3 separate regions of the Mus musculus genome follow, and regions 1 and 3 are each linked to region 2. A link is a contact called in public targeted proximity ligation data. All regions are on one chromosome and are shown on one strand. The core of a region is the stretch at or near the end of the contact, and the rest is flanking DNA. Distances in the headings are between cores, read along the strand shown.

Evidence for each region.
Region 1: a contact with region 2 is called in a targeted proximity ligation map of embryonic fibroblasts, with 8 read pairs. A contact is called at or near these places in 11 of 39 promoter capture datasets (the HPC-7 cell line, Sertoli cells, cranial neural crest and 7 more), 6 of 484 Hi-C or Micro-C datasets (Sertoli cells, bone marrow-derived macrophages, embryonic fibroblasts and 2 more), 20 of 130 datasets of targeted methods (the NIH/3T3 cell line, bone marrow-derived dendritic cells, bone marrow-derived macrophages and 13 more) and 1 of 9 other capture datasets (macrophages).
Region 3: a contact with region 2 is called in a targeted proximity ligation map of embryonic fibroblasts, with 9 read pairs. A contact is called at or near these places in 9 of 39 promoter capture datasets (the HPC-7 cell line, Sertoli cells, cranial neural crest and 6 more), 1 of 484 Hi-C or Micro-C datasets (embryonic fibroblasts), 14 of 130 datasets of targeted methods (the NIH/3T3 cell line, bone marrow-derived dendritic cells, craniofacial prominence and 8 more) and 4 of 9 other capture datasets (adipose tissue, liver, macrophages and 1 more).

What each region holds. Positions count from the first base shown.
Region 1 is chr19:37,884,887-37,888,673 of GRCm38.p6, forward strand. No RefSeq gene overlaps it. Among named protein-coding and RNA genes, the nearest start is that of Gm52397, 99 kb to the right of the region's middle.
Region 2 is chr19:37,671,674-37,675,851 of GRCm38.p6, forward strand. The region is part of intron 20 of Exoc6 (exocyst complex component 6); the gene reads left to right. Among named protein-coding and RNA genes, the nearest start is that of Cyp26c1, 12 kb to the right of the region's middle.
Region 3 is chr19:37,905,862-37,910,005 of GRCm38.p6, forward strand. It overlaps Myof (myoferlin), which reads right to left. Exons shown (of 54, transcript NM_001302140.1): 49 at 1,726-1,867. Among named protein-coding and RNA genes, the nearest start is that of Gm52397, 78 kb to the right of the region's middle.

The sequences.
Region 1 (3,787 bases), core at 770-3,269, 210 kb after region 2:
TTCTGTTGCTTATAAGCTGCTCAATTTTGAGTATTTTGTTCATTAACCCTGAAAGGCTCAAAAGTGCCGTTCCGCTTGGTTTCTACGGATGGCTTTCAATTTGTGAGCCCCTGGAGAAATCCTGGATTCTTATCTCTAAATCTTGTTCTCCTTATCTACAAAGCTCTCACTGTGTGCATGGGAAAAGGGGAGGGGCAAAGATTGTAAAAACCTGAACCCCACCCCTACCCTCCACTCCAGTGTGAAGTACATGGATCATGAACTGTAGCTCTGAGAGGTGTCTCAGCTGAAAGACATCTCAGGTCATCTGACCTGATAGACTAGGAAAAGGAGACTCAGACAGGTCACAGGTTAAGACAGATGATGGAGTCCCAGTGCTGGTCGTGAAGTGTGGGACTCTGATCAAAGCGACCTGTGTGCAGAAGTGCAGGATTGATTCCAGAACCTTAGAGGTCCCCAGTCAGGCTGGCATTGGGCACAGAATGGTGTGTGCATGCGTGCATGCATGAGTGCATGTGTGCATGTATGTGTGCGTTAGAATTTTTAGGGAGGTGATTGGCCAGCTAAGCATGCTGGCTGCCTGTGAAGACACTGACCATTCATTTGCAGTTCATCTGAACACTAGGGACTGGCTTCCCTCCCTGGAGCATGGCAATCGCAGAGCCAATGTGGTTTCCAGCCTCTAAGCTCAGAGTTAAGTCTGTGTGAGGACAAGTTTCACTATTCACCTCTGTAATTGGTGCCTGTATGGGGCCCAGGGGAAGCCAGGAGGTTGACAAATGAGGTTCGAACCCCACTCTTTTCTTTTGCTCCAAAGATCCCTCATCTATGCTGACTGTAGTGTCTCTTTCACCAAAGATGCTGTGTCTACATCAGCACCAGTCTGTCCAACACTTTCATCACAGGCCAGGTATGACAGTGTACACAGACTCACCTCTCTATAGAGCCTTTGAGTGCCCTCCCCAACTCTACGAGAACGTCTAGGGACTAAGAGGGACTGAGAAGATGCACTTCCCTCTGTACCCCACTAGCGCCCATCTGGTTGGGCATTTCAGAGGGAAGACAGCCATTCTTTGCAGCTCCAAGGTGCATCCAACTTCAGGTGTGGTGGCCCTGGGGACGGGAGACAGGTCACGGCTTGCCCTAGTGTTTTGGGTGCTCACTGCCAGCAGGAGAAACCTTCTGCGTGGAAATTACTTTAATTTGCAGTTGACAAAAGGCAAATTGCTGACATTTTTCTGCTAGGAGCCTGGAATGTAACCTTGCACTACTGCCCCAGACATTCCAGGTGGCAACTTCCATTAGCCGGCCCAGATTTTTAACTTCAAACAGGCTATAGAAAAAAGAAAGAAAGAAAGAAAGAAAGAAAGAGAGAGAGAGAGAGAGAGAGAGGGAGGGAGGGAGGGAGGGAGGGAGGGAGGGAGGGAGGGAGGGAGGGAGGGAGGGAGAGAGAGAGAGAGAGAGAGAGAGAGAGAGAGAGAGAGAGAGAGAGAGAGAGAAAGAAAGAAAGAAAGAAAGAAAGAAAGAAAGAAAGAAAGAAAGAAAGAAAGAAGAACTTAAGTCGTTTTACAGGTGGGCAAACCCACAGTCTTGATTTAACTCCACGAGTTCTCTCCCTTTGAACTCTACTGTTCTGGGCAGCTTAGAGAGCAGAGTCCTTGTGGGCATCCCATCCTGGGGTAGGGTTCTAGCCTTCATTGTGCTCCGCAGCAGTTGCAGTCTGCAGGACGGTGATTTTTAACTGGATGGAAGACCCTTCTGGTTTGGTAGACTGTGTGTAAACTGACTGCGAGGCCACGGAAACAGAGACCTGCTGCACCTCTCTGCAGGAAGCGTAGGATTCAGCAGGATCCCAGGTTCCTTCACGAGTGAATACTTGAATGAATGGGTGGTTTCCCGTTTTTTCTCAAGACCGGAGCATTTTTGTCTGTCTAGTCGTAAACTTCCAGAGCATTCCAGAAGAAAGGGCATCCTTTAGATGCGGTGGTGCTGGTCACCTTCCACTTAAAATATGTCCCAGAGATGCCTGTCTTGGGTGGGGTTCCGGGGAATGCAGACTGAATGGAATGCCTTTTGTGCCAACTGGGAACCTGAGGATGCTGCTGCCATCTTGTGGACAGTATTTGAAATACACGTCTATGTCTTCCCAAGATTCTGGCCCGTTCTACAATGGAATATTTTCCTTTGGAAAGCATTAGGCTGTGTTTCCAGAGCCACCCTTAACTGATTTCTGTTCTCCTGCGGAAGTAACAAAAATGATCGCGATATCAATAAATATATTTATTGGGTTTAAAAAAGTTTAATAAGACCAAGATCTGACGCCCAACTCTCTGCTTTGCCCTAACTCTTGGCCGTTTATGCTACACTTTACCTTGCTGCGTCTTTTTCTTCTTCCGCTGGTGTGGCAGTGCATTTGTACCCAGGATCACATTGTGTCTCAGCTATCTGCTTCCCCAATGGCAGGGACCTGAGAACTGATCAAAGTGTTGGGGGTACAGATTTTTAAAATTAAATCATTCGTTTATGTTTCGGGGTGCGGTGTGAAACTAGGACTTCACACTTGTCAAGGACACACACATTCAACAATTGGGCAACATCCTTGACCTCTGACTACAGAGATTTTTTTTTGACCCCTGTGCACCCATTATGTATTACATTTGGTTTGGAAACACTGTGTGTGTGTGTGTGTGTGTGTGTGTGTGTGTGTGTGTGTGTGTGTGTGTACAAATCCACAGGAGAGGTATGCAGTATGTTCCTGGAGTATATTCTTTGTTTTTTGTTTTGTTTCATTTTGAGACAGGGTCTCACTGTATAGCCCTGTCTGGTCTGGAAATTGTAACGTAGACCAGGTTGGTCTCAAACTCACAAAGATCCGCTGCCTTGCCTCGAATTGGGTTAAAGGCATAGACCACCACATTTAGTTCTTCCGAAATATATTCTAATTGAAGATTGATGTAGATTTTTAATGGGGTGCTTAGCAACCCCATTAGTTACTTGTAAGTTCATTTTTACATGGATCAGTGTCCCCAGGACTGCCCAGGTGAGCTGTAACCATTATTTAAACGGTTGCTTTGTTATTTTTAATTACATGTACACGTCTCTGTGTGGGTCTAGGCACTCTGCTGGTGCCCAAGATCCCAGAGATATCAGATGTTCCTGCAGCTGGAGTCACACGTGGTCATGAGTCAGATAATGTGGGGGCTGGGAACGCAACTCAGGTCCTCTGGAAGAATAATACGTGTGCTTAACCACTGAGCCATCTCTCCAGTCTGAGCTGTTACGGTTATTAAATTCATATCTGCACCCCATTTTGGAGCTCTTGACACAGGGTTGCTCTTGCGGGAAGCCATTTGAATGCACCTGGAGGTGGGAGGGTGGAACAGCAGCCCACAGATGTGGGCACTCAACCAGTCGTACATATACCACAGTCTGTATTTTGAGCTGAACCACCCAAGTGCAGCCTCTAGGTTTAAAGAAGACTTTTGAGCAGTTTTTTTTTCTTCATTGTACTAAATGGAGTCCAAAGGTTCACTTTTTAAAAGCCTTTGTGGTAGAATACAAAACTTAGAATACATTTATAAAAAAAAGACATTGAAACGCTTTAGACCTGCAGGTCCATCCTTTGTGGGTATAAATGTGTCCCTATGTATTAGTGCATTTGAAGGGACCACTTCCTACGCGACCATTTTCCAAGTGCTGTCTCTAGTGAGACCAGTGTCTGTACAGAGGAGGCTGGGGCCTCTCTGAGGCCAGCCCCAGATCACATCCCAATCTGTATACAAGCCTC
Region 2 (4,178 bases), core at 683-3,182:
GATGGCCTAGTGTGAGCTGTTTATGCAAGGTATCAATGGAAACAATTATCCTAACAGGATGACACAGCCTATTAGGCTTAGAATGTTCCGATTTCCTGTTTAGGTTGTCGGGAGGTCAGATGCAGGTTCCTTCTCCCACTCCAGTCGGCATAGTAGAGTGTGGCAGGACTTGGATCACAATCTATTGATCATTTATCCTCCCAAGAAAATAAGTTGCTCCCTTGCTACTGTTTGTTATTTTATAGCTACAGCCTTAGTAAGAGTGTGATGCCTATAGCTACTGCCTAACAGTGGGTCTTCAAGTACATTTGTCACAATGTTGCAGTTGTCACTTAACCTCTCTGGAATCTGTTACTAAGCACTGAGGCCCAACTTAAGCCTTGCCTTCAAGCTGTGAACCCCTGCCTTAGTGAATCAGGCTTCTTGGTTTGCTGTCTGCCTTTTTACTCCTCTATTTAACTATGCTCCAGGCTATGGAAAGACATTTCTCTTTAAAACAGATTAAGCAGCAAGTGTTCTGACATGTTTTTCTAGCAAATATTTTTTTATTATACCTGACAAAAGATAATTACATATACAATCAGATCTGGAGGTAAATGGTTAATTAAAGTGCCTTTTAGATTTAAGAAAAAGATACATATTTTAAACTGCTTGAGTAAAGATAATAAAATCTATTACAGAAAGAAATGACTGAGAATACAGGTCCTCTTAAATACAAAACAGTAGCGTATTTATTTGTGTGTGTGCATTGCACTACCACTGTGCTCCGACGCCAGCCACAATACTCTTTCTGTTAAATGGGCATAATAAAGTGCCCACTTTGGGGCTGGAGAGATGGCTCAGAGGTAAAGAGCACCGGCTGTTCTTCCAGAGGTCCTAAGTTCAATTCCCAGCAACCACACGGTGGCTCACAAGCATCTGTAGTGGGATCCGATGCTCTCTTCTGGTGTGTCTGAAGAAATTGGCAGTGTAATCACATACATAAAAGAAATAAAAAAATATTTTAAAAAACAAACAAACAACAAAAAGTGCCCCTTTTGCTAATGTCCACTATGCTGTCTTCTCTAGTCCAGTTCACTTTGCATTGGACTCCAAGGCAAACGGTAAAGGCTGGCCCATGCAGGTCTCTAAAGCAGAGGGATGGTAGTCTGAGCTGTGGAACTAGAGGCTCCCACAGTGGAAATGCACCTCTTCTTTCTAAAGCAGTTGGGGTCTGTTTTCATCTCGCCACTGTAAACGCCTTGAGTTCCATTTTGCTTGTTTGTTTTTTGTGTTTTGAGACAGGGTCTCGTAGCCCAGGCTTGTCTCAAAGTTGCTGGGAAGCTGAGGGTGGCCTCGGGCTCCCCGAGCTTCTGCATCTGGCTCCCCTGGGCTGGGGTTGCAGGCGTGTGCCACCATGCCCTGGCTCTAAGTCCCATTTTAAATAGGGAAATGACAAGATGCCATTTAGACACATCAGTGTCTAAAGTATTTAGTTTTTAATTTCAATTTAGTTTAGTCCCATAAGCCAGAACTAGCACTCATATGACAAATTATAAATCTTATTAGACTTACTAAAATTTTAGAGTTAAACATATATGACTAATTTTACTGGAGATCAAATTAACCCAGGTATTAGATTCTCCACATTTTCTTGTACTTTATTTTAAATCATAGCCATTATCTCATGTGGGAAGCGAGATTTAATGGGACACCCACTTAGATTCTCTTAGATGAAAAAATGGTTATCCCCGCCCCTCCCCACTTCTCGGCAGTCACACTAGGACCGTGCACCTAGTGAGGTCTTTAGCCCAGCTATCGTTGAACACAGAGAGGTAGGCAGTTTCCTCCCTCAGCTAATCTAGACTTTTGCCTTCTACTGCTTGATTTCTCCCACACTCAGTTCACACGGGTCTATCCTATTTCTTCAGTACTGTGATGAATCAAAATGACTCATCAGAAAGAACCGCGTGTCTCATAAGCGCCTCTCGGGGGTTCAGGCTTTAACCCCTTACTGCTGGGAGCCTTCGAGTTTCGCCTTACATAAGTGTATCAGATGATGTAATGAATCCAGGCAGAAAATTAAATGTATGACCGAGTATGTTTATTTGGTGTGTTAGGTGGTGCCATTGTGGGTTCACAAAAGGAGGTTTCAGAAGCAGAGTGTTGGTTTAGAAATGCCCTAGATGTCTATAGTGCATGTTAAACCATGACCTTGTGTAGCCCAGCTTTCAGAATGATAGATATTACTAAAACTTCAGAGATATAATGACTATTTTGATGAATATCTTTTTCCTTCCTCACCCTCCCCGTTTGTGTGTGTGTAATATAATTTATCAACAGCAGGCAGGAAGTACTAATAGATGCTACATTATGGTGAACCTTGAGAACATACTAAATGAAAGAGCCAATTACAAAAGACCATGTTGCAGGACTGCCATCTGAGCAGTGACTGCTGGTAACTATGGGAGCTGGGCAGCAGACTCTAAAATGGATTGAAATAGTGTCAGACTTTGTGAATGTACTGAAAACCATTGATTTTCACTGAGTAAATTGTGCAGTACACCTCAAAACTATTTTTTTTTTTTTTTTTTTGGTTTTTTGAGACAGGGTGTCTCTGTGTAGCCCTGGCTGTCCTGGAACTTATACTCTATAGATCAGGCTGGCCTCGAACTCAGAGATCCTTTTGCCTCTGCCTCCCGAGTGCTGGGGTTAAAGGTGCTTAACCACCTTAATGCCACCAAGCTGAACAGGAGTTAGTGTTGTGTTGTCTTGTGGTAAATCCCCAACCCCAATAAGTCCGTGCAAAAACACACAGCTCAGTTAGGATATTTATAAGCTGCACGCCTAGATTGGGCGGATTTATTACTACACTACTCTGCTCCCCAGCTAGGAGGTCCCTGGCTACTTGCGGCTGCTCCAGGCCATCTGATTCTGCTCCATCTTCCTTCCCTCTCCTCTTCTTCTGTCTCCTTTTCTTCCCTGTCTTCCCCCACTCTCGAAAGCCTTCAGTCCCGCCCTTCCCTTCCACTGCCCAGTCACAGGCTCCAGCCTTCATTTGACCAGTTAAAATAGGGAGACGGTTCACATGAAATCACCTGAGTACGTGATCTTGAGGAAGCAGAATTAACGTCAGAATAAAAACAGCACCAGGACAACCCACACACTGTTGATCCTCGGAGAGTGGAGAGGCACAGCGGTGAACTCTGTCCCACGATATGCTCCATCTGATTATTTGCTGTGTGTTATTTTGGAAAAAAGTTAATTTTAATAAATTAACATACTAACATGGCAGTTTCTGCATGCTACTGTAGCCACAGCAGCCGCAGAAATTTGGCAAATGGGAAGTTTATAAATCTGATTGTGTTCACTGCCGTTATTTGCCTTTCTCTGAAATTCCAAACCCACCTAATGGCTGCCTAGCACCATCACACAGCATAGCTTAGCACTGCAAATACTTTATGGAAGGCCTGGTGTGCGGCTTATGTGCTTTTTTTTTTAAAGATTTATTTATTTATTATATGTAAATACACTGTAGCTGTCTTCAGACACTCCTGACAGATGGTTGTGAGCCACCATGTGGTTGCTGGGATTTGAACTCTGGACCTTCGGAAGAGCAGTCGGGTGCTCTTACCCACTGAGCCATCTCACCAGCCCGCTTATGTGCTTTTAATCCTAACACTCAGGAGGCAGAGGTGGTAGGTCTCTGAGTTTGAGGCCAGCCTGGTCTACATAGAGTTCCAGTCCAGCCAGGGCTACATAGTGACACTTTGGCTCAAATAAATAAAGAAAAAAGGAAGAAAGGAAAATTTAAATAATAAAAAGAGGAGAAAGGAAAGAAGGAAGAAAGGGAGGGAGGGAATAAGGGAGCGAGGGAGGGAGGGAGGAAGGGAGAGAGAGAGGGAGGAAGGAAGGGAGAGAGAGAGAGGAAGAGAGAGAGAGAGGAAGAAGAGACATGCTTCAAGAATATTTTGCTTCCACAGTGAATGACTTAAAGGCTGATGCTTGTGAACAAGTGCGGCACACAGCACCCTGAGCTCACCCATAGTCCCCACAGAGGGAGAGCAGAAGGGAGCAGAAGGCACGGCTGAAAGCAGGCTTGGGAAATGGACATTTGAATAGAGAAGACTTGGGTAAAGACAGCTTAAAGGCTGTTAACCTTGGGAGACAAGTCAAAGAGGAAGCAAAAGGAAAACTTT
Region 3 (4,144 bases), core at 565-3,064, 230 kb after region 2:
AGCTTAAAAAAAAAATACCGTGAACTTTTACATACCTGTGGCCACCTAAGACCCTCTGATCTTTCACATTGAAGGTAGAGACACGGAGGACCAAGTTCCCACCTCTAGTCCCTGCTTCGGCCCAGACATTAGTTAAGAATATACCTCCATGGCCAGCTATACCTAAGTGCCTCTGGCCTGGTCAGACCAGGAATTCTACCAGCGATTTGGGAATTCTAAAGACCATGGGGTTGGTTCTCATTTTTCATATTCTTGGAAGGTTCTCTTTCTTGGAGTTCCTAGGGCTCTGGAAAGCCCACACAGCTAGTCTTGCCTGGCTGTCCTATGTGTGGGGTCATGCTCTAAGTTCCACTGAGGGAGTGAGGAGAGGTCTAACCTTAGGTGTGGGTAAACAGGAAGAGTAACCATCTCTCAGGTCCTATCTGACCCCAGACATCCTCACCTGTCCTGCTCTGCCTCACCTCTGAAGGGATGCACAATTCAACACTAATTAGAGCCTCTGAGCCTCTGGAAAGTCCCCACCCCCCACCCTACCCCACCCCGGTAGACTCCATTCCACCCTTCACAGGCAAAGTGCTTACTACAGCAGCCACAGAAAGGTCGGATATCAGAGGGCAATTGGGACTTGGGGTGGGTGCATTTTGTAGGGTGTAAGGAGACGGTGTGAGTGGATGGAATAGACTGATGGGGTAGGAAAGGCAGGATCGAACAAGACATCTATTGGGATCATAGGATTGTCTACCTAGATTGCAGACCCCAGGCTTTTCTTGGAGAACTTTTCCTTCCCCAGTTGGTACAGTCTGGGCAGGGCTGGGGCTGGGGTGGGATGGTGTAGACAAAGACAGACTCCATCTCTAGCGCCAGTGCCTGGCCCGAGTAAGGCATCCTGGGCAGCAGCGCTTGGTTCAGGGAGAGCCACAAGTCTCTAGATAGGTGGAGGTGGAGACCCTGAGGCCCAGTTCTAGAATGCTGGTGGATGCCCTCCTGGCTCTCTTCTTCTATCTGTGCTGAAGGAATATAGGTGACCGTGTGGAGTGATGGCTACCGTGTTTCCTCCCCTAGGGAAGAGCCTGCCTAGAAGGGAGGTCCATGGAGGACAGAGAGCAGTGGGAGGAGAATGTGGAGCTAGCTTCCAAAGACATTGCTTCTGCATGGCCTCCAGACATTCTTAAAATGAGCCAACCTTGGACTTGCTAGGCCTGGCAACCAATAAATCACATTTCTGGTCTAAGTTCTGTAACGGAACGTCTTTCTAATTAAATCCACTGGGGCCCTCAGTTCTCCTAGAAGTGTTTCTGAGTGAGGGAACACAGATGCCAAGGCTTAACAAGAGAGGCAAAAAGGGACACTTCACCTCTAATATTTGGCCTGTGTTTGGCCTAAGACAGAGAATAGCCATCTATTCATTCCGTAAAGAACACATGTGTACAGTGGCTGAAAAAAAAAAAGGCCTTTGTTCTATAATGTCTCTTGTCTTGCCACCAAGAGCCTAGCAGAAAGGAAGCTGCAGTCCTCATAGCCCTAAATACGCAAACAAATACCTGTCATAGCTATGTGACCACGGGCAAGGCTTTACCCCTCTGTGGGTCTCAGATTCCCTGTCTGTACCGAGAGGGAGCTCGAGTCAGTGACCTCCCAGGTCCCGAGCAGCCCTGACCTCCTCTGACTTTCTGAGTCTAGCAGACCTGAAACGTCCACACCCCGCCCACATCTTTCAAGGCTTACTTTTTTAGCGACTATACAGAGCTGCTCAGCAGGGAGGTAGTCAAATGGGAAAACAAATCTCCAGTTAAAATTGCCTTCACCATCCAAGGACCTGTAGTGGACATCTGTTTTCTGTTTGTTTTCTTCGCTGCCGGAAATCCAGCTGTAAAGCAGAGGCAAACAGACTCAGTTCGCTGTGATTGACAAGGGATCTAGCGGGGCAAAACTTCAGTGATTAAGGGGGTGGGGGTGGGGCAGGGAAGAGCAAAAGTGATGCATTTTCTCTGGGCAGGGTCCAGTGATCCACAAGCTGGGGGTGATTTATGGAAGGGAGGCACTCGGTTGCATCCAACTCAGCTTAGAGCCAAATAAAATAGAATTCCTTTAAAACCAAAGCAGGAAACCCTTTAGACTGTAGTTAGCAGGGCTAAGGTGAAATTTTCTGGAAAATATCATCAACAACGTAGCTTCTATTTTGGGTAAGCTGCAGCTTGCCGGCTATGATTGTGGGCTTCACAACTATGACTCATTAGCATCTGTCATCGGGGCTGGTAGGCTCAACGAATGCAAGTTAGCTCAAAATGTTAGCATTTCCCTTCACATATTTTACTTAAGCAAACAAAAAGAGGCACCCAGCAAGTAATCTTGCAGCTTCCTTTTTTATTATTCTCAAAAGTCACCGTGATCTCATTAATGAGACGGGCAAGGGAGAGGCAAGCTGTTATTTCCAGATGCCTAGCTGAGAACACTCCTCTCATCCGAAGCATCTTAACTGATATCGTTGGGAACCTTGTCTTTTGCTTGTGCCTGGCACGGAGTGGATATGAGATCAACTGTCTGTTGATGGAATGAACGGTGTGCGGAAGGAAGCTGCAGTCACATACGCCTGCCTCTGGTTTAAAACTCAGAATTCATTTTCAGCCAGGCGCGGTGGTACGCACACCTTTAATTACAGCATTTGGGAGACAGACAGGTGGATCTCTGAGTTGGAGGCCACACGGGTCTACAAAGTAAGTTCGAGGACAACCAGAGAAACCTAGGCAGAGAAACCTGGTCTTGAAAACAAGATTGCAAAATAGAACAAAACAAAAGGAAAAAAAAAAAAAAGAATTGATACTTTTCAATGGGCAAAGGGGTCAGGCTGCTAGGATCAGATGGGAACTTTGAAAAGTAACGATTCCTAGTTCCACAATGAAGCTTTTGGACTCTTGGGTCCCACCTGTCCTCTCTGCCAGTGATAAGTCGGTGGGAAGACAGAGTTCAAGATTGTCACTCAGGGAAGCCGATTCTCAACTCAGGCTTACAATGTTTCTTTCTCCTCTCCTCTCCTCCCCTCCCCTCCCCTCCTCTCCTCTTCCCTCCTTCTTTCTTCCTTCCTTCCTTCCTTCCTTCCTTCCTTCCTTCCTTCCTTCCTTCCTTCCTTTCTGGTTGTTTCCGAGACAGGGTTTCTCTGTGTATCCCTGGCTGTCCTGGAACTCACTCTGTAGACCAGGCTGGTCTCGAACTCAGATATCCGCCTGCCAGTGCTAGGATTAAAGGCATGTGCCACCACTGCCCGACTCTTAAACTTTTCTTGACCCAGCCCTAAAAACTCACCACCATATTTGACCCAAGATCTCTCTGTCTCTTGGGCTTTTTTTTTTTTTTTGAACCTTCTCTTGTTTTGATTTTAAGATATGTTAACTAGGAAAGCATCTTTAGCTGCATGTGCTTGGGTGTGAGCATGTATCACTTCATGTGTAACGTTAACATGTGTCATGCTAGACGCTGTATTTTTCCAGCAAGTCACCTTTTCGGATGTCACATGGAGAACTGCCCCCCTCTCCCTTTCCCTCTCCCTCTCTGCAGTTCTGGAGAACAAACCCCGATTCCTAGGGGTTGAGGATATAGTTGAGTGAGTGAAGTACTTGTCCAGAATATCATGGTGGCCTGCACTTTTAATCCCAATACTTGGGAGGTAAAGGCAGGAGGATCAGAGGTTTGAAGCCACCCTCAGCTACATAAGGAGTTCGAGGCCAGCTCAGACTGTATGAAACCTATCTAAAAGAGAAACTAATAAGCGAATAACCAAACCCCAGATTCTCAGGCTAGGTAAGCTTTCTACCTCTGAGCTGGGCTCCCAGCCCTGGTATTCAGATTGTAATTGCAGCTTTGCATGTTACTTTAGGTTGTGTTTTCTTCTTGTATTAGTTTTCTCTCAGCCCATCAGCTTGAGTTTGTTCCCTTGATTTGGAAAAAAAAATCTCATAATAGTCAAATAAATATGCATAGCTATAATTAGCTGGGATTAGTTTTCCTTGGGGAATGGTAATGAAGTCCCGAAATGACAAATAACAATGAAGAACTTGATGAAGCTTACAGTGAGCCTAAATGATAGTCATTATGTCTGTAACTACGTTTTGATTGAAGTTCACTAGGGATCATGAGGGAGACTTTGTTC